Linked DNA regions of Salmo salar: region 1 is linked to region 2. Evidence: chromatin contacts called from public Hi-C data. All regions are on one chromosome and are shown on one strand. Each heading gives the region's core, a stretch centred on a gene start, on an enhancer-like site or on the middle of the called end of the contact. The rest is flanking DNA. Distances are from core to core; before and after follow the strand shown. Region 1 holds the start of LOC106572042 (rho-related GTP-binding protein RhoA-C). Region 2 holds the start of lzic (leucine zipper and CTNNBIP1 domain containing).

The links. Hi-C and Micro-C count contacts between places; a contact is called where the count stands out from the background.
Region 1: a Hi-C map of gill shows a contact between it and region 2, with 4 times the contacts expected there. The contact joins the promoter of LOC106572042 here to the promoter of lzic in region 2. A contact is called at or near these places in 2 of 3 Hi-C or Micro-C datasets (gill and muscle).

The regions. Positions count from the first base shown.
Region 1 is chrssa15:79,831,180-79,837,757 of Ssal_v3.1, reverse strand. LOC106572042 (rho-related GTP-binding protein RhoA-C) reads right to left here and starts at 2,449. Exons shown (of 5, transcript XM_014145763.2): 1 at 2,387-2,449. The coding sequence starts at 2,434.
Region 2 is chrssa15:79,578,072-79,585,477 of Ssal_v3.1, reverse strand. It overlaps lzic (leucine zipper and CTNNBIP1 domain containing), which reads right to left and starts at 3,930. Exons shown (of 7, transcript NM_001141558.1): 1 at 3,781-3,930; 2 at 3,406-3,515; 3 at 2,961-3,096; 4 at 2,477-2,575; 5 at 2,095-2,190; 6 at 1,720-1,801; 7 at 863-1,613. The coding sequence starts at 3,506. The coding sequence ends at 1,555. nmnat1 (nicotinamide nucleotide adenylyltransferase 1) reads left to right here and starts at 4,265. Exons shown (of 5, transcript NM_001139785.1): 1 at 4,265-4,382. clstn1 (calsyntenin 1) reads left to right here. Exons shown (of 17, transcript XM_014145781.2): 17 at 1-248.

The DNA.
Region 1 (6,578 bases), core at 1,200-3,699, 250 kb before region 2:
GATCCCAAATTCATACAAATTAGTAGGCCTAGGCAACATAAACGTTAAAAAGCAATGAATCTGATGCAACAGATCAGAAAGTTTAGCTTAAAGTGTTGATAAACTATTTCTTAACATTATTAGCACAGGAATGCGCACAAGGCAATAGGCTACATGCAAATGTGCATTTGGTTACCGGAAGAAAAAAAAAATATATATATAACACGAGAAAATAGGCTTTGTTTCAATGGCTTATGGAAGTCAATTAAATAATATCTTCCACGGATATGGTCGAATTTTGCCTAGGCTACTTTGAAGGAATGTATTGAACTATGCCTCGTATGAAGTAAAACGTTCAGGGTTCAAACAATTAAGTAGCTATGTTTTCAAAATGCATACTGCCTCATACTCATGGCAAAGTGTTGTGATGCGGTGATGAAGCCTGGCATGTTGCCTAGCTTTTGAATGGCGAATGGGTAGCGCGCTTCAATTGCCAGTTGAGAAATATACGATTGCGTTTAGAATTGTTGCGCAATATTGGGGTTATAAAAGCGCTGTATGACAGATTTTCCACTCATAGGCTCTGTATCTATGTTGTGCACGTGTGATAAATAAGATAAACGAATACACACGCGCGCCAATTTAGTACCACTAAATTATGCAAATTACCCATAGAAGATAAGCATGACCGGTCAAATGTATTTACATCAACGAATAGGCTAAAAGTCTATTTCGCAATGGGATTTTTTCCCCGGGCAATTTACCGGTGCCAATTTTATTTATCGGCTTGATATTACCTTCTAATTGAAACCCTGGTTCCCACCTGTTAAACAACTGAATTTGGGGCTAAGCCTCCTAAATGTATCAAAGGACCTATGAAAGCCAGCCACCAACTTCAGCTCCAGTGACAACAGAATCTGAAACATTACCATTGAACCAGTTTCCCACACACAGATTCGCCATTGCACAGTGCTTTTCAGTCCAGGACTAGGGTTAATCTGAGTCCAGGAAAACAGTCCATAGTGCTCAAGGCCTGTAACCCCATTGATTTATAGTAACCAAGCTTTATTTCTCTAAGCCTACTGCATTTCAGGAAAATACATACATGGAAGTGTTTAATACATTCACATGGAATGATCCCTCATACCAAGAAAGTCACTATCATCACTAAGGGCAGATACCTGTAGAAGACCCTTTGATTGCCATCCAGCTAGCCACCACATGGACGCATGTCCTCAACACCTGCACCCGAGCTCTCACAAACACCCTTCTCAGTAGGGTTTTCAGGGGTTAGCTTCGCACACGCTGTGTATTAACGGTTTTTGAAACATGCTGATATGCCCCTCTTTCATATCTGGGGAAAAAAATCTTTCAAATAAAAAATACAAAGCAGTTTTACACAAACCTATATGCGGTGTGTGCCTCCAGTTGACGAACTACACTTCCTATCCAGTTACACTTACAGGTGTTCAGAGTAAGCTAGATAGCACAGGTATAGCTTCCAAAATCTGTACCGCAAGCGATGCCTTAACGATGAGCGTTGGGATCTTAAAATTCCCCACAGGCCTGGCAGAAGATACTATCGTCAATAGGTGCTAAAGGTAGTTCGTCTATGAGTGGATTAGCCGCACCCAAGTTATATTAGCTAGCTAGCTAATTTCCCCCTCTTCACGTAAACTCAGTGCTAGATAACTACTGTAGCTAGTTGGACAAACAAATACTTAGCTACAATGATTGTCTCATTTAAAAACGCCCAGTATTGCAAGTGCGGGTCGGTGGACGGCGGTTATTTACATTGTCACTTGTCATGTCAGTGGTATCTAGCGAGTTAGCTAGGATAGCTTGTTAACCAAGTTAGTTAGCTAGAGATCTTGTCGACTATACAGGGCGAAGAGTAGCTAGTTCTCAGACCAGGGATGTGTTACTAACTTCCTAATGGTGATGATGGCACTCGAAACCTGATTCTGGTGACCTGCTATCTAGCATTGGCCTGTCTAGCTCTGACTGGTGGAGCTGAAACGAGGAGTCTTTTCACTTCAATTGTTCGTTCGTTTCCGGCATCAACGCCGCTAGCTAATTTGTCACTCTGGCCTAATGTTACCTTGGCTACAGAAAACACGTTTTAAAGCCTCATCCAAACATTTAGTTTATAAATGGTCCCTTTGCATGGTGATCAATAACAAAGATGTTAAAATAGGTTACATTTAGCTACTAGTTTTATTACCGTTTTCGTTACAGATGTCCTCGCCTTTTTCTTTTCCTGTCCGACCCTTCAACCCCGCCCCCGACAGTGTGCCACGCCGATAACATCCGCCTATGCCCATGATCTCGCACCAATAGGACGCCTCAAATTAATGAGTGACAGATTTTTAAGTCAACAAATAGATACAAATAGATACATGTATACCTCTTCAGGGAAAATACGGAAGTCAAGAGTGGATATTGTTCGGTCCATGCTATTCGGGGTCCTTGGGACGTCCATAACCCAATATAGACCAGAACCTGTCGTTCCAATGGGAGAAAATTAATCATAGTGAAAAGAACAAGCAAGGTGGGCAGAGCCAAGCACAAGCTAGTGAGATCCTATTGGGGCATTCTACCATTTATTTGCATATTTCCGTTAGCGTTAGCACAGAGTAGGCGTTCCCTAACTCAAGTTGCCCTTGCACTCCTTCAAAACACACTTTTGTGAAACTTTGGCAAAGGGTTAGGTCTACAAAACGCAGTCCACTCAGTTACAAATTCTAGTTTTGGAAACACAAAACTGTGTGGAGATCAAATGTTTAATAGATGAGAAAATTAGCAGAATGTCGGCCATTGGGCTGCCTCTCAACACCATATTTGGTAGTAAGTGGAAACGCCAAACGGAAGCTTCTCATTTATAGATCCGGGGAAATATCTGGCTCATTGTTCTATTTTTTTGTGTAAAATGTTAAGGGCAGGGTTTAGGGTACAAGTAGGGTGAGTCAACATGTTCTTTACTTGCACGAACGTACACAGAGAGAGAGAGAGAAATCAGAACCATAGACAGCCACATCATATTGAGGCTTACTTTGATTGGACTGAATTGTTTTTGGTATCTGTCAGTTGTCACTGTATTAGACTAAGCATAGGTGTTGAACTGGTGCTGTAATAGTGGAGGCAGCTCCTGTTTTCTTTGCGACTTGTGCTTGCTCTCCATGGTTCTAAATCAATAGTTGTTTATTAGCCTGAAAATGTTGGAAACATTAACTTGCTTGAACATGCTGTAAGTCATGTAACTGTTTGTTACATGCAATATGCTTTGTTCACTTCACCGGACAGAGGTTACTTTCCGGTTTTGTGATGAAACAAAAAGGTTTGGTTTAATTTATTTCACCACTGTCTTATTGTCTCGGCTTTAGGCATCACGGTCGCAAGGCATATGAACTAACAGGTTATAGAGCAAACCATGCAATTTAGCTAACCCTTCAACCTAACTCGTAAACATAACCTTAACCCAGCTAACGTTAGCAAGCTAGCTAACGTTAGCCACCTAGATAGAGTCTGTAACATATATGTTTTGCAAATAAATCATATTGTACATTGACATAAAAACATACTGTTTACTGTTGTTTTTCGCAGTCTGCACAGGCTCAGTTGCGCATATCATGGGTGTTGTGCAGCCTATGGTGTTGTGTGATAACGTTTTCATCCTGATTGTCAAACAAATCACTTTGATCCACCATAATAATTGCATAATTTATTTTGCTGATACTCCGTACCTTTAACCCCTAATCTAGCCAAGTTTCTGCTTATAATTTCGGACATTTTGTAGGTAATTTGTTTGTCAACTATAGTTATATATAGCTTCTCTTCTGTCATAACTTGTTGCCCTCGAAGACTAAAGTAGTGCTCACCAGAATGTCTTATGTCGATAGAATTCATTCATTAATGTAGTTAAGATCGTAAAATTGTCTTTCGTTTAGGGGCTGGGGAAAAAATGCAATAACTCAAACAGTGGAAAGATTGGTCCTGTGCAAAATGTCCAATGTCAGTTTAATTAGGGAAAAGAAAAGCTGAGAAAACGACAACATTTTTCTGATAAGACTTTAGTTAATCTTGGGCGCATATTTTATGTGGTTGAAATACTGTCTGCTTGCATAAGTGTCAAATATAACACATTACACGCGTCTTCAAGAAATAAATCATTTCTCCACTCCTTTTCCAGAGACAAATTAACATTTGTTGTATCATTTTACTGCAAGAAATGAATTCTGCAGAAGTTAATATTATAACACACTATATGTGAGAGGTTATAGGCTTGAGATCAACTAGATTCTGCCGCGGGCCAATTTCTTTTCTTCAGTGTATTGTCAGGGGGCCCGTAATGTAATTTAAAAATAATTTGTCGACTGCAAATTGACCGCAAGTACCCGAAACAGATACATTTGTATACGATCACATTTGTATACGATCACATACTGTATTATGCGTTGGAATACTTTGGAGCAGGTTAACAATATTAAAATTACTTGGAGATGATTTGCTGGTGTTTACAGTCTTATGTCCAACAATAAAATAAAAACATGGTCAAATATTTGTCAGAAAACTTGGGGGGTCAAATCGCGGGCCACCGGTTGGGGAACCATAAGACCTTAAGCGGGATATGACCTACTATCCGGAATACTGTGCGTATGTAAACATGGTCATTGAGAGAAGTGAAAAATCGAGACGTCCATTAGACCCGATGATGTGTTTCTCTGCATGACCTTATCTAGCCAACGTTGCCATGACATGGCCTGCAAGTGTGATCAGGGATTTCTATTGGATAAACAGTTTCTGCAATACTAAGTCAAGTATTTTTGGTGGGTCAAACCCAAGATTGTATACAGCTGTAAATCAATAATTAGCCTTGTTACATTGAGGGATTGTAATATAAACGTTATTGCTTGCTTATGCCAGAGAGGACAAGGCGACGCGAAATGTTTTACTCTGCCCAAAATCTGTTCACAAAAATAAACACAGTGAGACATTTTTGTAATTGATAATTTGCTACATGGGGCTCATTTGATCGAATAGAAGATTCATAATGGTTAGGTTGTTACAAATGCACTGATATAGGTGGACGCACATGACATTTCGGCAACTTTGAAAAAAACGTTAACATTGGAGTTGTTCCTGTTGTCATAGAGATATAGGACTCGTCATGGATATTTAAGTAATAAGGCCCGAGGGGGTGTGGTAAATGGCCAATATACCACGGCTAAGGGCTGTTCTTAAGCACGATGCAACGTGGAGTGCCTGCATACAGACCTTAGCCGTGTTTTATTAGCCATATACCACAAACTCAGAAGCGCCTTATTGCTATTATAAACTGGTTACCAAATTAGAGCAGTCAAAATAAATGTCTCATACACGTTGTATACTATCTGATATACCACAGCTGCCACCCAATCAGCATTCAGGGCTCGAACCACCCAGTTTATAAAACCCATTTTACCATGGACATTGAGGACTTCCACCATTTTAAAGTAGTCAAATGGGTGTGTATTCCTGAGTTGGGCGCAATCAGCCAATGAAGTAGAAAATGTATTACTTTAAAATGGAGATTGCCCATACTGTCAGACGCAGTAGCGATGTGTGGGTAAAATCACAGGGGAAGCCAAACGCGTATGTGTGTGTGTTTGTGCAAGTAGAAAAACATGTTGACTCACCCTACTTGTAGAGAAACGCCAATGCCATCCTCCTCTCGTTCAGGTTGATGAAACGGTCTATCACACTGTCATACAGTAAAAAAATGTGTTGTCTTAGGTTACCTGACTAAAATTCTTGCTCGCTAGCCTAACTTCCATTCATGGGCAACTTTAGCTAGTTAACATTAGCCTTCTACATCTAGCTACATATTGAACTTCAACCCTCAGGCCAGGGGCACAGCAATGTATGAATTAATGGTTGGATAATTATTATTATTATTTTTTTTAATCACTGTTATAATCATTGGCCAGTAGGGAGAATTAAGTAAAACCACAAGTCCAAATCCCAATCTCCATCCATGGCTAATTTAGGGAAGGGCCAATCTTAGCTAGCTGGCTAGCTAGCCAACGAGATGCAAAAGTTTTTCTATCAATGATGTATGCTCTCAATGGGATTTGAAAGCATCCAAGCAAGCGAAACAGCACCCCTCGGTCTCCGTGTAGGCCATTTATCTGAAGCTGTCTGGTCCAAACGAGTATGTCATTGTTGCCGTCCGTAGCATTGAAGGCCAGCGAGCATCTGGCCTCCCTTGACAAAAAAGTACAAAATAATGAATGTCATGGTTTGTTTTAGTGTTTCAGTTCATCTTTAACTGAAGCCTATTCTTGCACGCATTGTGATAAGATGTTACTACTGGTAGGTACTTAAATCTTTCTTGTTTCAGAATGGTCATTAGGCCACATTCAAGTTTGTCAATCACCAGCACTACTACTGTGTGCACTTGTGCATCCATGCCGTCACTCAAAGGCTGTGTTTACACAGGCAGCCCAATTCTGATCTTTTTTCCACTAATTGGTCTTTTGACCAATTACATCAGATCTTTTTCAGAGCTCATTTGATTGGTCAAAAGACCAATTAGTGAACAAAAATATCAGAATTGGGCT
Region 2 (7,406 bases), core at 2,681-5,180:
ATTTGAGTGGGAGAGGGGACATGTATACTACTGATTCTCAGATTGTCTGTTTTCACAAGTCCACACCACTCAAACATTTTTGGTTTATTTTTTATCTTTGCTCAAAAATGGAAGGTGACAATGTTTTCAGAACTGTTGAATGCTTCCTTTTGTGCTTGTTGGGGCTGCTCTCACTTTTCTACCAATTGAAAGGCAAATTGTAGTGAAGTTGATGCTTGCTCGTGGACAAAATAAAGGATGAGAGAGTACAAATGTGTCTGGATTATGTTCTGTTCTGAGTTCACACTTTTAATTAAGACTGGTGTCATTCTCTGTACTTGAGGTCTGCTGTATCTGCCCTTGCCTTTTTCCTAAGTGTGCACTTGCACACCTCCCCATGGTGGAAACATTCTCTAGCCAATGATTACACCAATACAATGGTTCTACATAAGAGGAAGTGTGCAAGTACACATGGAAAAGGATGCAGCCTGGCTCATTTTGAACTCTGTGAAACCACGACTGGCGCTTCAGCCATGTGGAATAATGAGTAAGATTCTACATGCAAAAGTGATTACTTTTGATTAAAATGCTTTATCTGCCTTCCCAATTATACCTTTTTTTTAAAATTCTAACTTACATTTTATGGAAAAGAAAGATACACCATGCTGCATTCTTGACAATATGACCGAACGGTGCAGATTACCGGTCCATTCGAGCAGGGCATGCCTGCCCCACCGGCTTCCCTAGTTCAAATCCACTCAGTGATAAGACTGTCAGGGGAGTCAGAGCACTGGTGTTACTTAGAAATAGGAATGTTTGATCATGGTGCCCCCTGGTGCTGAAAGAACAGAACTAGTGTATAGAATAATGGAAATGTGTTTTAGCCACAAAACACTATATTTAATGAGACAGAAGATTGAGAAATGTAAGTTTATATTAGGAATACAAAAGTCATAGAGAAACTTATACCACTTATGATTACATTTTTAGAAAGTATTTTGTAGTCAGACATCAAACATACTACACTACACATCCAAAATTATGCATATACACTGTAAACTGACTTTAGATTGACATTTCCGCACTCCTATCAATTAAGAATCAGAGCTGGTTCAAGTTGGTGTGTTATGCAATTACATTTAAGCCCAGCGTTGCATATTTAACACTGCAATGGTTCATTTATTTATTTTGACATGAACAGTTATGCAGGAAAAATAATTAAATCCAGGAGCTAAAACAAAATGATTTAGCCATGAAGACAATCAGTATGAAAACTGAATTTAAAGCCTTCAAAATGTCTGAGCCACACTTAACAAAAATGATGACCGATGGACTGTTTGAATTCTAAATAGACTACTCAATACTCAAATACTCTAGTACCAAATGCATACCAAGTTTTACAATCATCTGAAAATGAAAAAAAAAAAATGTACAAAAGTTTAACTTTACTCTTTAAAAGCAGGTACGGTCTGAGTGCATGATTGATTACTTTATCAATATTATGGCACGGTTATTGGGTGGAAACACTTGATGTTAAAACACAATCGTAGACATTGGACAACGCCTGATTACTCTCTATACCTTGGTTTTCTCCACACCAGAACTAGCTAAAGCCATTATCTTGTCTTCTGATCCTGAAACGAGTGAGATGCTGGTTAAGTACAGTAGTTTGTTGAGGTTGGATCTCATGCTATAGTAACACGTAAAAGAAATAACAAGTGCAGTAGAGTTAAAGCTCACCGAGGTCTGCAGTGATTTTTTCAAATTGGCTGAGAGTTGCGGTCACATTTTCAGCCAGAAAAGTCTCATCTTCGACTGTAAGCTGCAGGAAGAACAAAGAGAAATGAACATTAATCCACACCATAGTCATAAGACACCTGTTATAGTATTTCACTAAATGAAATGACAGTTAATGACTGTCATAAACACCATACAATTTATTGAACTCCAGATGGTTACATTTTGTAATAGTTTTTCATGACATGTTATACCAATTACCATTCCATCATAGCAGATTATCAAAATATTCAATGCCGCTTTCTCTTACAGTATTCATCACAAGTTCAAGCTGCATGAAGAAGGGATCACAGTACACTGGTACAACGGGCCTTTTACCTTCTCGCCCAGTTTTCTCAAGGCAGTGAGGATCTCCAACTTCTGCTGAGTGTACACATCCCTCAAAAGTTTTCCCACCATGACATCACGGTCCATCTACAGAGAATTTCACGCCATTAGGCTAAACTTTCAGGGGCGGTTTCCCAGTCACAGATTCATTTTAGTCCTGGATTAAAAAGCTATTTCAATAGAGATTTTCCATTGACCATGCTTTTGAGTCCACGACTAGGCTTAATATGTGTCAGGAAATCCAGCCCTCAAAGCATTCCATGAACTGAATAGGTTTTAGAATGTAAAGCTTACTTTTGATATTAAATGTATCAAATAATGTACAAACAATAATTTACATAAAATACATGGATGAACAGTGCTTCAGACCAACCTCTGCTAATCTGGTTCTCAACTGCCCTGGCTGCTTCTTGGCAAACATTCGGATCACCTCGGGGGTCTTGAAAGCTTGGCTGATGGCAGCCTGGATTGCCTAATGAAGAAAAAGACAGTTCTCCCATGTCATGCATCATGACAACATTATGGTTTGTCATTACCCGTTATAATATTATGTCACTCTTATGATATGACAGTGTATGGCCCATAGAGATACATTAGATCAGGGTTGTCAAACTCATTCCCTGTAGGGCAGTGTCTGCGGGTTTTCGCTCCTTCCTTGTACTTGATTGATAATTGATTATTTAGGAACTGCCATCACCTAGTTGTCTAGGTCTTAATTGGACAAACTATTAAAGGAATTAACAAAAAACAGCTGACACTCAAACCTCCAATGGAATGAGTTTGATACCCTTGAAGTATATTATTTCTATTCATAGTATTCTATTTAATTCTAAGACCTGGTCATCCAAAGTCCCTACCAGTTGCATTCCTCCAAGCTCATCCACCAGTGTCATGTTGCCTGTCACCATCTTCTTCAGAGACTCATTGAACTCATTCAACTGCTCCAGGGTTTCCTTCTTGGTCTCCTCGTACTCCTCCTCTTCTAGGTCGTCTCTAGAATAAACAGAGAGCCCCGGTAATGGAGGAACAATATCTATGGCTGTACAGAGATGTGCTCTAAATTGCATTAATACTACATGTATCACTTTGTGGAATCCTAGAAATAAAATGAATATAATGACTCATTCTAGTTCTGTGAGTGGAACATCCACTCTAGAGAGATGTGGTCTAAGTTCCATGCTACATTCCTCAGTGGAATCTTATAAATATAATACACTGAATTAATTATTCTAGTTCTGTGTGTGGAACATCCTGACAACCCACATTATGTTCACAGTTAGGAGTGACTGATGATGAGAGTACCTGCACTCTTCCAAATCTTGGAGCTGTTGCATCAATCTGTCCAGTTGCTCCTCCATGTTTTGTTTTAGTTTCCCAGTTTCTGATTTGCCACGAGAAGCCATGCTTCCACCCTGCAAATATCATATTTAGTGAGAAAATAGTTCACTTTCATGTATCACTTGTGGATTATGTACCTAGTTACAAACACAATGGAGCGGTCTATCCTTTGACAAGAACAATAACATTCGCTATTAGCTAGCTACTGTAGTTAGCTACCTTGTTCCCACTGGCCGCCAGATTCATCTGACTGGGACAGTTTTTTTGTGTGTAGTAGTGTAGCCTGTGGCTATAGTTGTCTAGCTGCTGGCTTGAAAAAATTAAATAAGTAATCCTCACCTGATCGTTACAACAATATAACTCGTCTCAACACAATCAACTTAGGGAAGAGGTAAACATATATTTGAATACTTCTCCATGAAATGTGTTACAAAATACTGTCAAAAAACATTTGGGAGTGTGGGAGTTGTGAACGTAGCTCTTGTTCGTGGTCATGGATAGAAGGGATCCAGCGTTTGTCCGAATTTACTTTTCGTAGCCGGTTTAAGAGAAATTACGTAGCCGGTTAAATGTCTAAGGTTGGTTAAAGTTAGAAAATGGTTAGGATTAGCTAAAATGCAACAACAACAAAAAATGTTTTACGTACATTTGACAAAAGCTGAATCCCATCTAGACTTGACTCTTATTCCGTGGGTGCGGCCTTTTCCTTTCCGGTTGTTTTTTGTCCAATCATATGTCTCTATTTTAATCCTCTCCAATCAATGACCGAATTGTAATACAGGAAGTACATTACATTTTAAAGAGTCATTTTAGTGTTAGGTTCCTTGTATCTTGGGAAATTCAAGCGAATGTTTTCAGGGATCTGGGAAGATTGAGGGATTGACACGTTTGCTGTGTAAGGAGGCGACTAGAAACGAATGAGACCGATTGTTTGATCACAAGTGAGAGTTGTTTGATATCGTTGAGTCTTGTTTCGTTATTGCAGAAATGTTCATAGGAAATGGCGGCGAGTAGTGCAGATGAAATGGAGGAGATTGAGGGAAAGTTGGTGAAGCAGCAGCTGTGTTGGAATGCGAACAATATGGGTGTCAGTTCTGATGGTATGGAGTAGGAGGATGAGGGTCAATGGCCGGAATGGTCGGTAGTGAAAAGACATAGGAAGAAGGGAGATCATGATACAGAAAGTAGTGGATCGTCTTGTAAAGAAAGCATAAAGAGGGCCAAGGTGTAGGATGCAAGAGTAGTGATGTGTTGGAGTGGAAAGTGGTGATTGTGTTTGATGAGACCACATGGTCTCACTTACACCCTATCTAACTAACTAATGCCGGAGAGAAAGAGGTAAGCGAAGTGAAATTAGCTCGCTTCATTGGAAATGGTAGATTGTTAATATTGTGTGGGAACAAAGGGAAGATATTGAAAATAGAAACATTGAATGGGATGAAGATTAAAAGCCATGTACCTGGTGCTTATGCTAGTTTAAGGGTAGTCCTCACTGGGGTCTCAATATATCTATGTTCACAGATGATATTAAAGTCAAATGTTGATTTGATTTGATGATATTCAAGGAAATGTGAAGGGAGGCAAAGGGATGAGGCCAAAAGTTTGATCAGTAGGAAAGAGGATCAAAGAAGTGAAAGGTTCAGTGATACTGAGGTTTGAGAAAGTCTTGTCGTGAAAAGTACAGATCGGATTCCTTAGTTTCAATGTTAGATCATTTGTCCCATGCAGTGCGGTGTTTTAAATGCCAAAGAATGGGACGTAGCTGCTCAGTGTAAAGGAAAGAAAAGATGTGTGAAGGCGCACATGATTACGGTGAATGTGGAAGCAGTGTGAAGGATAAGTGCTGTAATTGTGGGGGAGAACACAGTGCAGCATTTGGTGGATGCAAGGTACAGAGAGTGGCTCAGAGATACAGGATCAGTCATGATGTATCGTATGCAGAGACCATAAAACAGATTGGTAGAACTACAGTGCGGACTGATGGAGCATACATGGGTGGACCTGTAGTGGGTCTACTGTCGGGGCTGGTGCTTCTGATGGTCCTGGCATGATTTCGAGGCCTGTTCAGAAATCTTGTGCTCATGAATGTGCAGTGTCAAAGGACACTTTGATAATGAATTATATTGATAAGATTATCAGTACAACTTGGGTTGTGGAAAGCAGAAATGACAGGTTGAAGGTTATTGTGGAGATGGCAAAATAGATATTGGGGGTAACAGATGTTACTGTTGAAATGGTTGTTGACATGCTGAACAATGCTAAGGGTGGAGTGTTTCAGCATGATATAGATAACGTTTAATGGGGAGTGGGTTTTGGGGAGGTTGTCGTAGAAGTTAGGGATTTATTTGGTTTAGAATTTATTTTCATGGTAGTACAGAACTGGGCAGATCATGATTGATCGTACATTCCAGCACAGTAGGTGGCGGCATGCACTTAAACTATTGTTTGCGGACCACCATGATATAGAAGAAAAATGTTTTCAGGGTTGTTTTATTGTCTATTGCCATGGCTTGTTAGTCAAAATAGGCTATTTTAGCTAGATGATCAAAATAGCCTTAAATTTCCATGGAGTATTGAAGACTTCCCGTTAAACCCCACCGAAGAAGAAGGAAGGGGCTGAGGTTAGGTTTAGGTCTAAGGTATGGACGTCCAAAGGATACTGGATAGCACTTACCACTTTTTTTTGAGTCAAGCTCCAGAGTGGTGCAGCAGTGCTAGAGGCGTCACTACCTACCCTGGTTCAATTCCAGGCTGTATCACAACCGGCTGTGATTGGGAGTCGCATAGGGCGGCGCACAATTGGCCCAGCATCGTTAGGGTTTGGCAGGGGTAGGCCGTCATTGTAAATAAGAATTTGTTCTAAAGGTGAAATAAATAAAAAATAAGTCGAAGTCTAAGCCCCTTCTTCGGTGATTGGTCAGCAGTAGTCATTCTTCAATTAAGTGTTTGTTGTCGTTCAACGACAAGACTAGTTTTTGTGCACATTTTGTCACTTGAGGAATACTGCACTAAAAGTCTTAGTTAACTGTAAAATTGCGCGACTAAGACCTCTAAGTAAAAATAAATGACATATTTCTTGTTTTATCTTAGATTGAGTCTGACACATTTTGAAGAAGTGTTACTGTATGTTGTTGCGTACAGTGTCTCTAGAGGGACAAATTAAAAAAAAATCCCCTTGTTTTTCAAGCTAGTGTCTTTTTAAGGGAGTAAATGGCACAGACGTTTACTTCTGGCTCGGAGCAAACCGAACCTGTTATGCGGAAGCTTTGAGACCCGTCGTTGCAACCTGGTCTCAGAGCATTTCGAGACACTCCATTTAGTATGACACATTACGTTTCGTTTGGTATGTATTCGTTTGTGGATGTCCATCACCCAATTACAATTCGTATTATATTTAACAACATTTGCAAAAACGTACAATGTGTTATGAATTTGCAAAACGTACAATATGTTGCGAATTGCAAAATGTATGTTACGAATTCTAGCTAGATGTCTAACGTTAGCTAGGCTAGGGGTTAAGTTTATGAGTTGTGTGTAAAGGGTTAGCTAACATGCTAAATAGTTGTAAAGTAGTTAAAAAGTTATTGTTGCAATCTGTTCTTGGAGCATTTCTTATTATTCTGCATGTCATTTCGAGAAACTCCATTTAGTATGTTAAGGCATCAACGAAAGTAGGGTGGTTTGTCGTGGTGGCTGGATGAGGGTAATATAGCGAATGAGTTTGAACCTCAATACGGACAATCTGAGCTAATTTGCCAACACTGGGGCATTCCAAGGTTAACGTTAGATGGTGCATTTCTTAAAGCTCTTTGAGTTGCACACTTTTGCAAGTCAAAAGCCCGTAAGATTAATATCATTATTTAGTAGGCTTACACAGTAAGGCATACATAGACCTATGCCACTAACATTCCATCTATGGGCTTCATTCATTTATTTGTATTTTATTTATTTAACCTTTATTTAAC